Regions from separate parts of the Mus musculus genome. Here region 1 is linked to region 2. The links are chromatin contacts, called in public HiChIP or PLAC-seq maps. All regions are on one chromosome and are shown on one strand. Each heading gives the region's core, a stretch centred on a gene start, on an enhancer-like site or on the middle of the called end of the contact. The rest is flanking DNA. Distances are from core to core; before and after follow the strand shown.

Region 1 (6,571 bases), core at 736-3,235, 65 kb before region 2:
AAGGACAGATTCTCACCCTTCTGGATGGATCGTTCTGGTAACAGAGTTCCAACAAATACCTCATTTCTGTGTCACTTATCCAATCTTGGACAAAGCATGCAGGAGCCGAATTTTTCAGATAATGGCTCTGGACCTCTTGTTCCTTTATCTACATAGACAGCATCAGAAATCAAACTGAAAACTTGTTTTCTAAAAAAAGGAGCTACTCATATTTGGCATGGGATTTGATTCACTTGGAAGCACTAATCTTGAGTTTCTGGGATGGAATACTTTTGGGAAATTATTATCCTGGATATTTCATCTTATTGAAATCACTGAGGCATAGTCAAGAGAAGTATGGAGCTGAAAAGGTGACTTAGTAGTTAAGAGCTCAGACTCAATTATCAGTATGCACACACCTGCACACACACACACACACACACACACACACATGGCTAACAACTGTCTGTAGCTTCCTCTTCTGCCCACCATAGGCAATGCATGCATATGGAATATAAACATACATACAAGCAAAAAGTTCATACACATGAAGTAAATTTTTAAAAAGAAAGAAGTATTTATAACAGAGTCTATGAGCTTGTTAGAGAATGCTACTGAGGTTAGACATCTATAAAGAAATCCTTCTGAAGTTCAGCTCACACACAGAGGTGGAGTTAAAATTATTACAAACTACATAGAAAATTGAAATACCTAAAGCATAAATAATGGATTTACAATTCTACAGAAAATTTACTTATAAACTATAACATGGAAATATGCAAACACACACACACACACACACACACACACACACACACACACACCCCTAATGTTGTGTGGTATGTGTGTGAGCCATGGTGCTTGTGTGGATATCAGAGGAAAGCTACAGGAATTGTTTCTTTCCTTCCACCCTGTGAATTCTTGAGATCAAACTCAGGTCTTTAGGCTTGCCTGTAAGTGCCTTTACTCACTGAGCTGTCTCATGAGTCTTACACATCACTTGGCAACAGCACATGGCTCTTGCTTCTGCCATGATTATGACATACCATGAAGGTGCTGGACAGCTTCAAATGACTATCATGAAGAAATTGTTGCTCTTTCAGCGCCAGACACCACCAGTTGACATTGGTTGCTTTCCCGAGATGGCACAATGCCGTGTGACTTTCTCTGGGTGCTTTTGTGCATGGGCAGAGTAAACAGTTGAGCAGTTCTCTCAGAGGTTCTCAGTCAAGAATCCTTTGTTCCAGGACTGACTCGGGATGACTGATGTGGCTTGAACTGATGTAGGAGGGATGGTCACTTGAATTGACGTCAGCTGGGTTCTGACCTATGACATTGGGGAGAAGGGCTCTCAGGTTTCTGAGGTGGCCTGTCAATATTCTACCAAGTTGGATTTCTCTTAGGTATCTCAAGAATTCTTTACTGCTTCTAGAAGAAATGTGGCTTCTTTGGCCCATGCTTCTTTTTCTTTCCTAGAGAGTACCCACCATCTTTCTAATGAAGAGTAATAGCATGAAGCATGAGTGTGTTCCATATTCTCATGTCCTCGTCAGTTCCTTTGCTGGAACTGTATCTGGACCTAGAATTGCAGTTCCTCACAGTTCTGTCTCACTCTTCGAGGGGGTTGGTAGTGTCTGAATATCCATGTGCAGTTTTTTTCCTGCCCCAAATGTTTCTCCTGCCACTATCTATGGAATATATCCAAAATGAGTGCATGAAGTTTTCCAAATCTAAAAATATACTGTCTTAATTAAGGTGCCATTGCTGTGAACAGACACCATGATCAAGATAATTCTTCTAAGGACAACATTTAATTGAAGCCGTCTTACAGATTCAGAGGTTCAGTCTATTATCAAGGTGGGAAGCATGACAGCATCCAGGCAGGCATGGTGCTGGAGGAGCTGAGAGTTCTTCATCTTGTTCCAAAGGCAAATAGGAGAAGACTGACTATTTTGCTCTGGGTGGAGCTTTAAAGTCCACCCCCACAGTGACACACTTCCTCCTAAAAGTACCACTCCCTATGGACCAAGCATATTCAAACCACCATATGTACCTAGATGTTACAGTATTTACAACCAACTAAAATTCATCTGTGTAGGGGTAATACTTAAATCAATCTTTATAGCTAATATTTTCAGTTCACCTTTACATGTGGGTCATAATCTTTTCTATTCCTTTTTAGAGATTTGGTTACTTCTTATTTTATTTTTCTTGTTGTTGTCTGTCATGGAAATGCTTCTTCTTTTTCATGTTTTCAAACTAAACATAGAGTTGACCTTGGGCTATGTTAATATTTTCTGTGTTTTGTTGTTTTTAAAGTTGTGGGTACTTTTTAAAAGTCTCAGACCTGGTTACTGCATTCTCCTGAAATGATGTTTTACAACTAACTTCTCCTGAAGCTTTTCAAAAAAATTGTTACAGCAGACAGAGAGCATTACTAAAAGCAGCAAACTTCTGAGTCATCACACTACGCTCAGCACTCCAGAGATACATGGTTGGGCTTGGTCTGGTGCTGCTGTGTATTCAAATGCTAAATTCTGTACTGTAAGATCTGGTTGCTTGGGATGATCAAATTCTCATGTACACAAGCTTTTGATGGTTAGTTGATCAATAAAAGGCTAAAGGCTATGATTGGGTAGTAGAAAGAGACAGGCGGGACTTGAGGATTGAGTGAGGGGTCCAGGAGAGAGCAGAGAGGGAGGGAGGGGAAGAGAGGAGACAGAAGAGAAGAATTAGCAGCCATGAAAGGAGGTGGTTCATGAGCACATGGCCAGAAGGAACAGCAAGCAACAAGGGGCATATGACTGAGATATAAGTTAGTATAGTTCCAAAACCTGCCCAATCTAGGCTTATAGCTTATAAGTAAACTACCAAGACCGTGTGTCATTTATATAGTCTAGCTAGAATATAAAACTATCATTTATAATGCATCTAGAGTATAACTCATGTATCTAGAGCTCAGGGATCCTGGTGGAAGAGGGCATGGAACGATTGCAAAAGCCAGGGGAACAGGAACTTTTCTGTGAGACTGTGTCTTCTAGAAAGGACAGAGACGCTACAGTCATCAAGTCTCATCAACATGGCTGCCTAAACAAGACCCTAACAAGGATAACACCAAGAATCATGCTAACAGGAAAGAGAAAAAAAAACTCATAAGATTTCAACCCTCAGGAAAGAACTATAGGCAGTTTAGGAGTGCTGAGAGCAAGAGGCAAAATCAAAGCGCCCGTATATTGGTTATTCAATACCAAGTGGTCAGCTCGGAATTCACATACACACAAGTAACATTATAAAGATTGAGCAGCCTGTATTTATATATTTTTATATGTATAAAACATATATTTATATATTTAATAGTATGTATATATAAAACTTCAAAAAAAAAACAGGTTTTGGTTTTAATAAAGCTTCTAGTAGAGTTTTTACTTCCTTAGTTTCTATTTTTATGCTTTTAATTTCTACCTTTGGGTTCCCTTTGTTTTACCTTTCTAACTGATTAGATTTTAAGGCAAGCATTTTAATTTTATGCCTCTTTTATAATACATCAATTTAAAGCTATTGTTCTTAATGCCTCACTATCTAATCTCTTCTAGCTTTGATGCTGTGACTCACAAAGTTTATACTCCTGGGAGAGATGAAAGTGATGAATAGAAATAGACAAAAGAAAACTGTAATTTTCTAAGTGCTATGGAAAAATACAAGCAAAGAAAGGGAACAGCCTTTCCATTTAAAACAATTGTTAGGCGTCTCACTCACAGAGATGCTTCTGCAAAAATACCTAAACAAAGGAAGAGAGATCCATGCTGATCTGGCATAGGAGACTCTAACCAGGGGAGGTGCAGTCTCAGAAGCTGTAGGGCAAACATAGTTAAGTTTTGAAGGGAGAGTGGATCAAAGGAAGGCCTGAAACATAGCTAAGAAAGATAAATATTGAAAGTAAATATTTGGGAAGTTGGCAAGAGACACCTCGATAAGTTCTATATGCTGTGCTCACCATCAACAGGAGGCTCTGTTAAGTGTAGTACTGGCATAGCCTGATTTAAAAAAAAGTCTCTAGATGGTCCATCTTTTCATCTCAGCTCCAAACTTTGTCTCTGTAACTCCTTCCATGGGTGTTTTATTCCCAGTTCTAAGAAGGGGCAAAGTGTCCAAATTTTGGTTTTTGTTCTTCTTGAGTTTCATGTGTTTTGCAGATTGTATCTTGTATCTTGGGTAATCTAAGTTTCTGGGCTAACATCCACTTATCAGTGAGTACATATTGTGTGAGTTCTTTTGTGACTGGGTTACCTCACTCAGGATGATGCCCTCCAGGTCCATCCATTTGCCTAGGAATTTCATAAATTCATTCCTTTTAATAGCTGAGTAATACTCCACTGTGTAAATGTACCACATTTTCTGTATCCATTCCTCTGTTGAGGGACATCTGGGTTCTTTCCAGCTTCTGGCTATTATAAATAAGGCTGCTATGAACATAGTACAGCATGTGTCCTTCTTACCAGTTGGAACATCTTCTGGATATATGCCCGGGAGAGGTATTGCGGGATCCTCCTGTAGAACTATGTCCAATTTTCTGAGGAACCACCAGACTGATTTCCAGAGTGGTTGTACAAGCTTGCAATCCCACCAACAATGGAGGAGTGTTCCTCTTTCTCCACATTCTTGCCAGCATCTGCTGTCACCTGAGTTTTTGATCTTAGCCATTCTGACTGGTGTGAGGGGAAATCTCAGGATTGCTTTGATTAAGGATGCTGAACATTTTTTCAGGTGTTTCTCAGCCATTCATTTCATTCAGGTATTCCTCAGGTGAGAATTCTAAGTGTAGCTCTGAGCCCCATTTTTAATGGGGTTATTTGATTTTCTGGGGTCCAGCTTCTTGAGCTCTTTGTATATATTGGATATTAGTCCACTATTTGATTTAGGATAGGTAAAGATCCTTCCCCAATAACCATGGATCCATCCCATAGTCAGCCTCCAAACGATACACTAGCAAGATTTTGCTGAAAGGACCCAGATATAGTTGTCTCTTGTGAGGCTATGCCGGGGCCTAGCAAACACAGAAGTGGATGCTCACAGTCAGCTATTGGATGGATCACAGGGCCCCCAATGGAGGAGCTAGAGAAAGTACCCAAGGAGCTGAAGGGATCTGCAACCCTATAGGTGGAACAACAATATGAACTAATCAGTACCCCCCCCCCCCCAGAGCTCATGTTTCTAGCTGCATATGTATCAGAAGATGGCCTAGTTGGCCATCATTGGAAAGAGAGGCCCATCAGTCTTGCAAACTTTATATGCCTCAGTACAGGGGAACCAGGGCCAAGAAGTGGGAGTGGGGGGGAGTGAGGAGGGAGGGTATGGGGGGACTTTTGGGCTAGCATTGGAAATATAAATGAAGAAAATACCTAATTAATAAAAGATTAAAAAAAAAAGAGGCATGTGCAGATGCACGTTCCCACAGAGGCCAGGAGGGGATGTTGAATACCTTATAGCTGGAATTGTATGTAGCTGTGAGCCACCCGATGTGGTTCTGAGTCCAAACTCAGGTCTCCTGCATGATCAGCAAGTAACTTAACCACTGAGCAATCTTTCCAGCTCCTGTCTTTTATTTTATAAGTTTCAGACATTCTGAGAAGTTCGGGGCCAAGGACAGAATTAGAGGGCTTGGGTAAAAAGTTATTGGCTGGTTTTAGACATAAAAGTGAAAATATTGTTGCATAATGTAAGAATTTTAGCTACCAACTTCCAAACATGTCCTTTTCTTCATTTCTGCTTATGTTATAATTTTAAACTACACCTTCCCCGTCTTAATTGAAACGTATTCATCTGTACTGAATTTCTTCAAGTCTATTTTCTACTTCACTAATTGTTTCTTCACCTTGGTTTAAACTATTACACTGTATAGCCTTTAATATAAAATACCTTCCTTTTATCTATTTGTATACAATTATTTTCATGATATTTTGTCCTCTCAATGTGTATAAGTCTTTAAACATTTCAAACATTGCCTTTTTGTCTTATTATATATGTTTATCGTATAGTTTCTGGAATTCCTGGGGGTCTGTTTCTGTTGTTTATTAGCTTGCTACCTAACGTTAGGAATTGTTCCTTCATGAACTCCATTGTTTCCTGTTGTGTGCTAATCTTTCCTGTGACATTAGCTTTGGAAAACATTTTCTGTCTTTCTTTGGAAAATCTGTCTTCCAGAATGAAGTGGAGCTTCTTTTTATGCCCAGTGTTCTCAAAATCATAGATGACAATAAGTCCTTGTGTGATGATTTCTCAACATAGTTTTCCAGATTGCTCAAATAGTAGTGATTAAAGCTGAAGGATAATAGGTCCTTGGGAAATAGGTCAGACATGAGTGCTTTATCCTTGTGGTCAGCCTGACAAGCAAGTGGATTCGTATCTTTCTATACTAGTAGAACGATTCACACTGTTTTGCTAGCCCCTGGAAAGACCACTCGTTAAGAGTAGCTACTGGTTGTCTATCCACCTACCCCAGCCGTCCAGGCTTTAATGCCTAATTCCTCATCCACAAATGAAGTAGACACTTGGTTATTACCAGGATCATCTCATGAACTTAGTGCTGTCAGAG
Region 2 (6,857 bases), core at 980-3,479:
GATGTTATTGCTTAGCAAGCTACCACAGGTCAGCCAAGCTTGGTCTGCCACCCAATTTTGAAAGGCCAGCGAGCTAAGAAAACATTTTAATGGCTGGGAAAGAGTAAAAGGAATAATATTTTATGGATACATGACAATTACATAAAATTCAAACCTCGGTGTCCATAAAGTTTTATTGGAGCACAGCCATGCTTGTTCATTAAGATATCGCTAAGAGTGGTTTCATGCTGTGATGTCCGAGGTGAGTCGTCACGAGACACCACATGTTCAGCAGAGCTGAAAATATTTACTAGCTGGTCCTCTTTCTATAAAGCTTGCTGATCTCTGCTATAGAATCAAAACCTCAAACGGGATAACAAAGAGCCTGACCCTGCTCTGCGAGTGTTCCACACAGCCTTACTTTTCATCTCTTTGGGGCTGTTGTTGCCATTTTTTTGGGAATCCCTTTCGCCTGCTGCTCTGAAATTGGGCATCTTTATCAGCAAGCATGGGTTTGAATCATCATTTCTTCAGTCCAGTTCCAGAATTCTTGGAGATAACTGGAATGCGAATGGTATCCCTTTTTCTTTTGGCTTCAAGACACCTTTTTAATCCCTTTAAAATTCCACTGACTATTTTAGTTGTGGTTTAAAGAGAAAGAGAACTGCACACAAGTCACCATCTCATTCCAACATAGAGCTACTTCTGAGATAATGAAAGTGGGCTTGCTGCAGAGCTCACACATCGACACTGGTGTGGATCCCCTCCCACCCCACCACAGGCAGCACTGTCTGAGAAATGTATGCAGAAATAGGAAGCAGGAAAATGATGCTCTCAAGTTCCTGTGAGAGGTTGTTTGGTGCCCGATCTTAAGCTAAGTTTATGGCACCATGTTTCAAGACAGAAAGATCATCGTTCTTACTGACTATAATATTGGTTCATATTTATAAAATGTACTTTGACGTTTTGACTCATGTTCAGAATAGTGTGTTTGAGTGACTGATTATCAACTTTCCTTCATTGTTAAGTCACTACTTAAGTGAGACAAGTGATACATTATATCTCATATCTAAAAGAGGGGGAGTAGAGACAGAATTATTAATTATTCTCTAATCAACTGAAGTCCAACAGTACCTTATTGCATTCGCAAAAAACTACGACCATGAAAACTAACATTCTACAGAAAAAAATTATAATGACTAGAAGAAAGACTCTATGTGCTCCAGCATATTGCTTATAACTGTGAACTAAGTGTGAGGAAAGACCGAGAACTGACATCATAGAGAGGATGTTTATTATCTGGTGAGAAAGAGGGGTGTCTATGTTTGCTGGGTGATAATATATCATTCAAAGAATTCATTGACGCTCATTTTGATTTTTAAAGGATTATTTTAATTACCCTTTTTAAGTTCCAAGTTAAGCAATTCTATAGAAAAGACCTCAATGTCAACTCAAAAGCATCAGCTAATTAAAGTTTGGCATTCCATGGTTAAGAATATATATCCTTTGTATGTATGCTCTAGATATTGAACGAATCATAGAATCCCCTGCTGTCTTAGAGGGAGCCTGGGTGGCTTTGTGACATGTTTACTGTACCGCCACGGAGATACCTCTCATGTGCTATATAGTTAGAGTAAACCCACTCTCGTACAGCTTCCATTTTGGTGGTTTAAACATTCTTTTATTTTACCTACCTCCCACTTTCTTCCTTTACTTTGCAGTTCTCTGTACTGTGATTTTTAAGCTACTTTATTGGGTTCTTATACCCACCACCTTTCTTCACCAGGATCCCTTCTAACCCTCCAACACTGGGCAGGTGGAAAAGAAGGTTAGAGGGACAGGGAGGTAGACCTAGAACTGTCGGAAACACAGAAACACAGATACTTACAGTATGATTCATAAAAGTAGCAAAATTACACTCATAGAGCGGCAACAAACGTGATTTTGTTGTGGGGGTCACTACAACGTGAGGACCTGTATTAAAGGGGGGCGCAGCATCAGGAAGACTGAGGACCACTAAACCCCAGTTAGAATTAGTTTAAGCCGTATGTGAATGCCTGGGGAAGGGAGATGAAGGTTTTTCAAATTTTACAAGCAACAGAAGCATAGTTTCATGAAAAGTTTAAAAAAAGAGAGAGAGAGAGGCTTCTGAGGTCAAGTAAAACATTGGGTTTTAAACAAACTTAAACACATTCTTGAAGGATATTTCAAATCCTTGATCGTGGCATCATGGATTGTGAAACACACACAGTTGCATAATGTGATCTGGCAGCAAGAGTCTTTCTTCCTCAGAGCCTAAAGGGATGACTAGAGAAGGCTCCTCCAAATGTCTGCATTATTCCCGTGGCTCTCTTTCCTCCTGAAGAAAGTTAATGAAGTGATCCGTTAGTTCTTCTGAAAGGAATCGTGAGCTATCTCTGACCCTTTGTCCTCCAAATTCAACATGCAGTCCTGGGAGCTCATTAAACCTTAACCAAAGACACTGATCTCGTGGTTTTTCTGTTCGTTTTATCTGGGCCAAATCCCTGTACCAGACTCAAGGTCTAATGGATAAGAACAAATAATATTATTAAAGACAACACAGTAGCCATTATTCATCTGCTTCATAAATGTGCTTCTTAACCTTTGCTTAGTCCGCCCGCCTCCCCCCCCCCCCGCCCCCAGCTTAACCACAACAGGACAGTGAGTCCCTAGCATTTTACCTGCAAGACAGTGAGCTGCTTCCTCCTTCCCTGCTCGTTGATGCAACAAGTATTTATTAAAGATCGACTGAATGTGACCAGTGTTTTAGGTGCTTGAGATATATCACTCAACAAAGACCATGTTTGTAGCATTTCTCCTCCAGCTGGAGGAGACCAGTGGACAAAACAAAGATCAACATAGACATGAGTAAAGAGTTGAGTCAGTAAGTGTGTACACTACTGGAAAAAAAAACCAGACTGGCAGTGGAAAAGAAGCGTATGTACAGTCTGAGGAATTGTGTGGTGTGTACCCTGATGAAATACAGGTACTGCTTCTGTCTGGAGAGGCAAAAATGCAGTTTTAATGTATTTTAGCCAATGGCAGGGCCAATTTTAGTCTGCTACAACATGTTGGTCAACTTTCCTTGGGCAATTAACTTTAAAAAGGGAGAGTTTTATCTCAGTTCGAAGTTTGATGATTGCTCTCTGTGATTACGTGGCCTCCTTTGGGCCTCTTGTTTGGACTGCACACTGTGGAAACGTGTGTGAGAAGCACAAATGGTCAGGCCAGCAGCAACAGAGCAGAGGAAGAAAGGACGGAGGCCCCTGTCCTGTTTAGCTTCCTTCTCAACATGATACAAACAAGAGAGAACCATCTGGGAAAAGAGATCCTCAACTGAAAAACTACTCCTTCATCATAGTGCTGTATCACACACACACACACACACACACACACACACACACACACACACACACACAGAGAGAGAGAGAGAGAGAGAGAGAGAGAGAGAGAGAGAATGAGATTTGTTGGAATCTAGGTGAATGGCCGCTTTAGGAGGATGATTGGCAGACAATTGCTTCAAAAGTGATCAATATCAATAGCATGAATGTGGTGATGGTGGTGGTTAGGGGCAGGGAACTGAAGTTATTTTCCACCAGGGTTAATCTTTCCCTGGAGTAGAAAGAGAGGGAGAGGGGGAGAGGGAGAGGGGGAGAGGGGGAGAGGGGGACAGGGGGAGAGGGGGACAGGGGGAGAGGGGAAGAGGGGGAGAGAGATCACTATAGGTAAGTGGATTGTTCTCTGCTGACTCGTGGGTGGTCAGCTAGCATTATTGTTAATTTGTGGAACCTTGGTCTGGTCTGACAACAGAATAGAAAACATCTCTGGTTGTAGGAAGGAGTTATTGCCCTAGAAATGGAATTTCAGAAGGGTATCTGTGTAGACGGAAGTTGAGGGAGAAAGTGGGTCTCAGAGTTTTCCAGGTAGGTGGCCAACTTGCAAGCGTCTGTTGCCACCGGTCATGAAGATCACTGCTCTGTCAGTGTCTGCTTCTCGGGACAGTACAGCTCTAAAAACCACAGATCCCACATGCTTAGCACGGAGCCCATGGCTGTGCAGCAGGAAGGGCGTGTCAAGGTTGAGCTGGGAAGATGCCGATTGGCTTCTTTCTGTTCCGCGGTAGCCCAAACCTGAGAGCTTCTCTTTGGAGACTGGAAGCTCCTCTTCTAGTTCTGAAAGTCAACCCTGCAATTTGAAAATGTTCTCAAAGCTTTCCTCAAAATGAAAATATTTGTTCAAATCCTCAGAATGCAATAAGAAAATATCCTTCTAGCAAAAGCAATGACTTAGCATTTCGGGCTTGGCACGAACAATAGGGAAACACTGCAATGGGAATCGCACAGCCTGCCTTTCTATTGGCTGGAGCTTGCTTCTAAGGATTAAATCGCCTTATGAACTTGGCTCACCTTCTGGATGGTTCTTGGATAGTATTCCCAAGAGTTCACATTTTTCTCTGCCCTAATTTACTGGGAGAGTCTTAAAGAGACACAGGGTATCATACCTCAGAGACTGAAGCCCACAATGCCCTTGTTTTTGAGAAAGGTAACTGAGGCCGGAGAGGTACTAGGATTTCTCCCTAAGGCCACGAGGATTAGTGCCAGCAGGAGAGATAAACTCCAGACTCCTGTCTCCTTCAATGACACCCCATCTCCTCTTTCTTCTCTTTCTAGCTTACATGAGAAGATTTCCATCAGTGTTAGCAATGGACCTGGAGCTAAGGTTTAGGAAACTACAGACAGTTTGCCTGTTAGGGAAAAATAATGATTCAGTAAGAAATTGAACAATCTAGGGGGTTACAGCCGATCTCACTTCTTCCCAAGTTCCCAGCTTCAGAAAGTGACGGGCACCTACTTGCTCAACTTCTCTGTTTTTTAGTTTTGCAAATTCACGAGTATATATGACTTTCTGTTTCTGTTTACTGTTTCTGCTTTTGTGAACTGGTGTCAATGGCCAGTAGCACTGGGAGCCTGGGGGGAAAACTGAGTTTCTGTCCTTTCTCTGATTTGCTGTTTTGCCACTTTAAATGTGCTACATCACAAGGGACTCTCCCTCCCCACAACTGAAACTCCATTTCTTCTCATCTTGGTGGTCAGTCCCTCTTCTCTCTCTATAATAGAAGAAAACTTAGAACAATCCATTTTTATATATTTCCTAATCTTATCATGGTCCCTGCATTGTGCAATTGTCTATCTATGAAGTCAGCTGTCAACAAATATTTGCGTGCTAAAACGTTACAGTATGTCTCCAGGTCACAAGTAGTGATATTTGACATTCATTAAGCAAGCACTCTGTCTAGTGTCTCCTTCATAACCTCTCCTGTGCCTGGTGCTGAGAATACGAAGTTGATATAGAAACTTTATCTTGAGAAATGTATGTCTAGGGAGAGATGCAAGGATCAACAAAAATCTAATTTAACATTCATGTTTATTAGTCTCAGTCTTGGCTTTCATTTCCTTTAAACTTTATCAATGTTATTTGTTTATGTAGGTATATTCAATATAATAAATCGATACATTTACTTTTACAATATAAACAAGGAATGTGACACATTAAAGTGGGTGGTTTACACCATTATTGTTTCTGCAGTTAACATAATTATAGAGGGCATCCAGAGACCTCTTTTCTACCACCACAGATACAGGTGAGAAATCACTGCTTTCATCCAGCTGTTGCTCTGACCCACACATAGCCTCCAACCCTAGCCAGAGTTATTCCATGATGCTGTCTGTCTGTCAGTAACCCCTGAGTAGACTCCCAGGACCTGGATGGCTGCCTGGTCCACTGTGCTAATCTCAGAATGTCCTGCTAGCTTGAGCACACATTTCTGTATCTTAGAGATGCCACGTTCCATCTGCCAGGCAGAGCCACTTCTGACCTCTCCCACGATCTTTGCAGCTAATGTGGTCCAATAGAACTGGATTCTAAGATACGAAAGAGCTTCTAAAAGGACGTGGGCATGCAGATGGCACCATAAGCTTAGAGAGCACCTGCTGATAGCTCCCTTGGCGATTCAGGAGCTCTTCGTCCCTGCAGAACATCAAGCTGAACAAGAGGAAATGAGGAATATCAAAGGGGATCCTGGTGGCCACATCTGGCACTATGGGTCTCACATAATTGGGCAGTAAGAGTGTTTTAATTCTGTAGACTTACTTTTAATGGGAAGCAGATACTTTTGAGGTTTATCTCCCAGGATGTCCTCCAACCTCACAAGCAAACTCTGCATGCTACAGGGGACAGTGATGTAGTGAGGTATTGGAGTGGCCTCCGGAGGTGATGGATTGAGCAGTGGACCGTGACAGAAACAACAAAAATGCTTCATAGCCTGGGAGGCTGACGTGGGCTAGAGAGATCCTTGCCAATTCTGATTTGTAAATTCTCTATACAAAGAATTACAGGCCAATTATACTGTTATTCTCCATGCTATGTGAACATTTTTACATTTTAATTTAATTTAAACTTTGACTTGAGTGAAGTTTAGGCAACTATCAGACACAGACTATGAAACCTACTTTGTTTTTATTTTTCCCAGAAGCAGACTCTGAGAGAAAAATTAAAATGCAAATGGGTTATCTAGGTCTTGCAAACAGCAGAGAAGTGGAAACAAAAAAGGGCCGTCAGAAGGGATATTAGTATGTTGACCAACCTACCATGGAAATGCAGTTTAATCCCTTGGTATTTAGCACCTGGCATATGGAACAATGTGATCTTCTGTGCTTCCAGAAAGAAAAGAGGCATCCAAAGATCCAAGTTCTATAGGAAAGGCACCAAGAACATCCCAGTACTTCAAGCCACTGGGCTTCAGGAACCACAATTTAGTACTTGTAGGAAAAAAAATGCATCATTTATTTCAAAATCAT

The links. HiChIP or PLAC-seq counts read pairs in DNA pulled down with a chosen protein or histone mark.
Region 1: a CTCF HiChIP or PLAC-seq map of the NIH/3T3 cell line shows a contact between it and region 2, with 12 read pairs. The contact joins two enhancer-like sites. A contact is called at or near these places in 1 of 15 datasets of contacts at CTCF or cohesin (the NIH/3T3 cell line), 3 of 484 Hi-C or Micro-C datasets (the HPC-7 cell line, uterus and ventricular fibroblasts) and 1 of 9 other capture datasets (adipose tissue).

The regions. Positions count from the first base shown.
Region 1 is chr4:105,766,290-105,772,860 of GRCm38.p6, reverse strand. No RefSeq gene overlaps it. Among named protein-coding and RNA genes, the nearest start is that of Gm29922, 76 kb to the left of the region's middle. Within about 2 kb of position 1,985, at least 9 of the 459 cell types and tissues checked have an H3K27ac peak or open chromatin away from gene starts, as enhancers often do. A contact at or near this core is called in the NIH/3T3 cell line, where this site is marked.
Region 2 is chr4:105,701,668-105,708,524 of GRCm38.p6, reverse strand. No RefSeq gene overlaps it. Among named protein-coding and RNA genes, the nearest start is that of Gm29922, 140 kb to the left of the region's middle. Within about 2 kb of position 2,229, at least 14 of the 459 cell types and tissues checked have an H3K27ac peak or open chromatin away from gene starts, as enhancers often do. A contact at or near this core is called in the NIH/3T3 cell line, where this site is marked.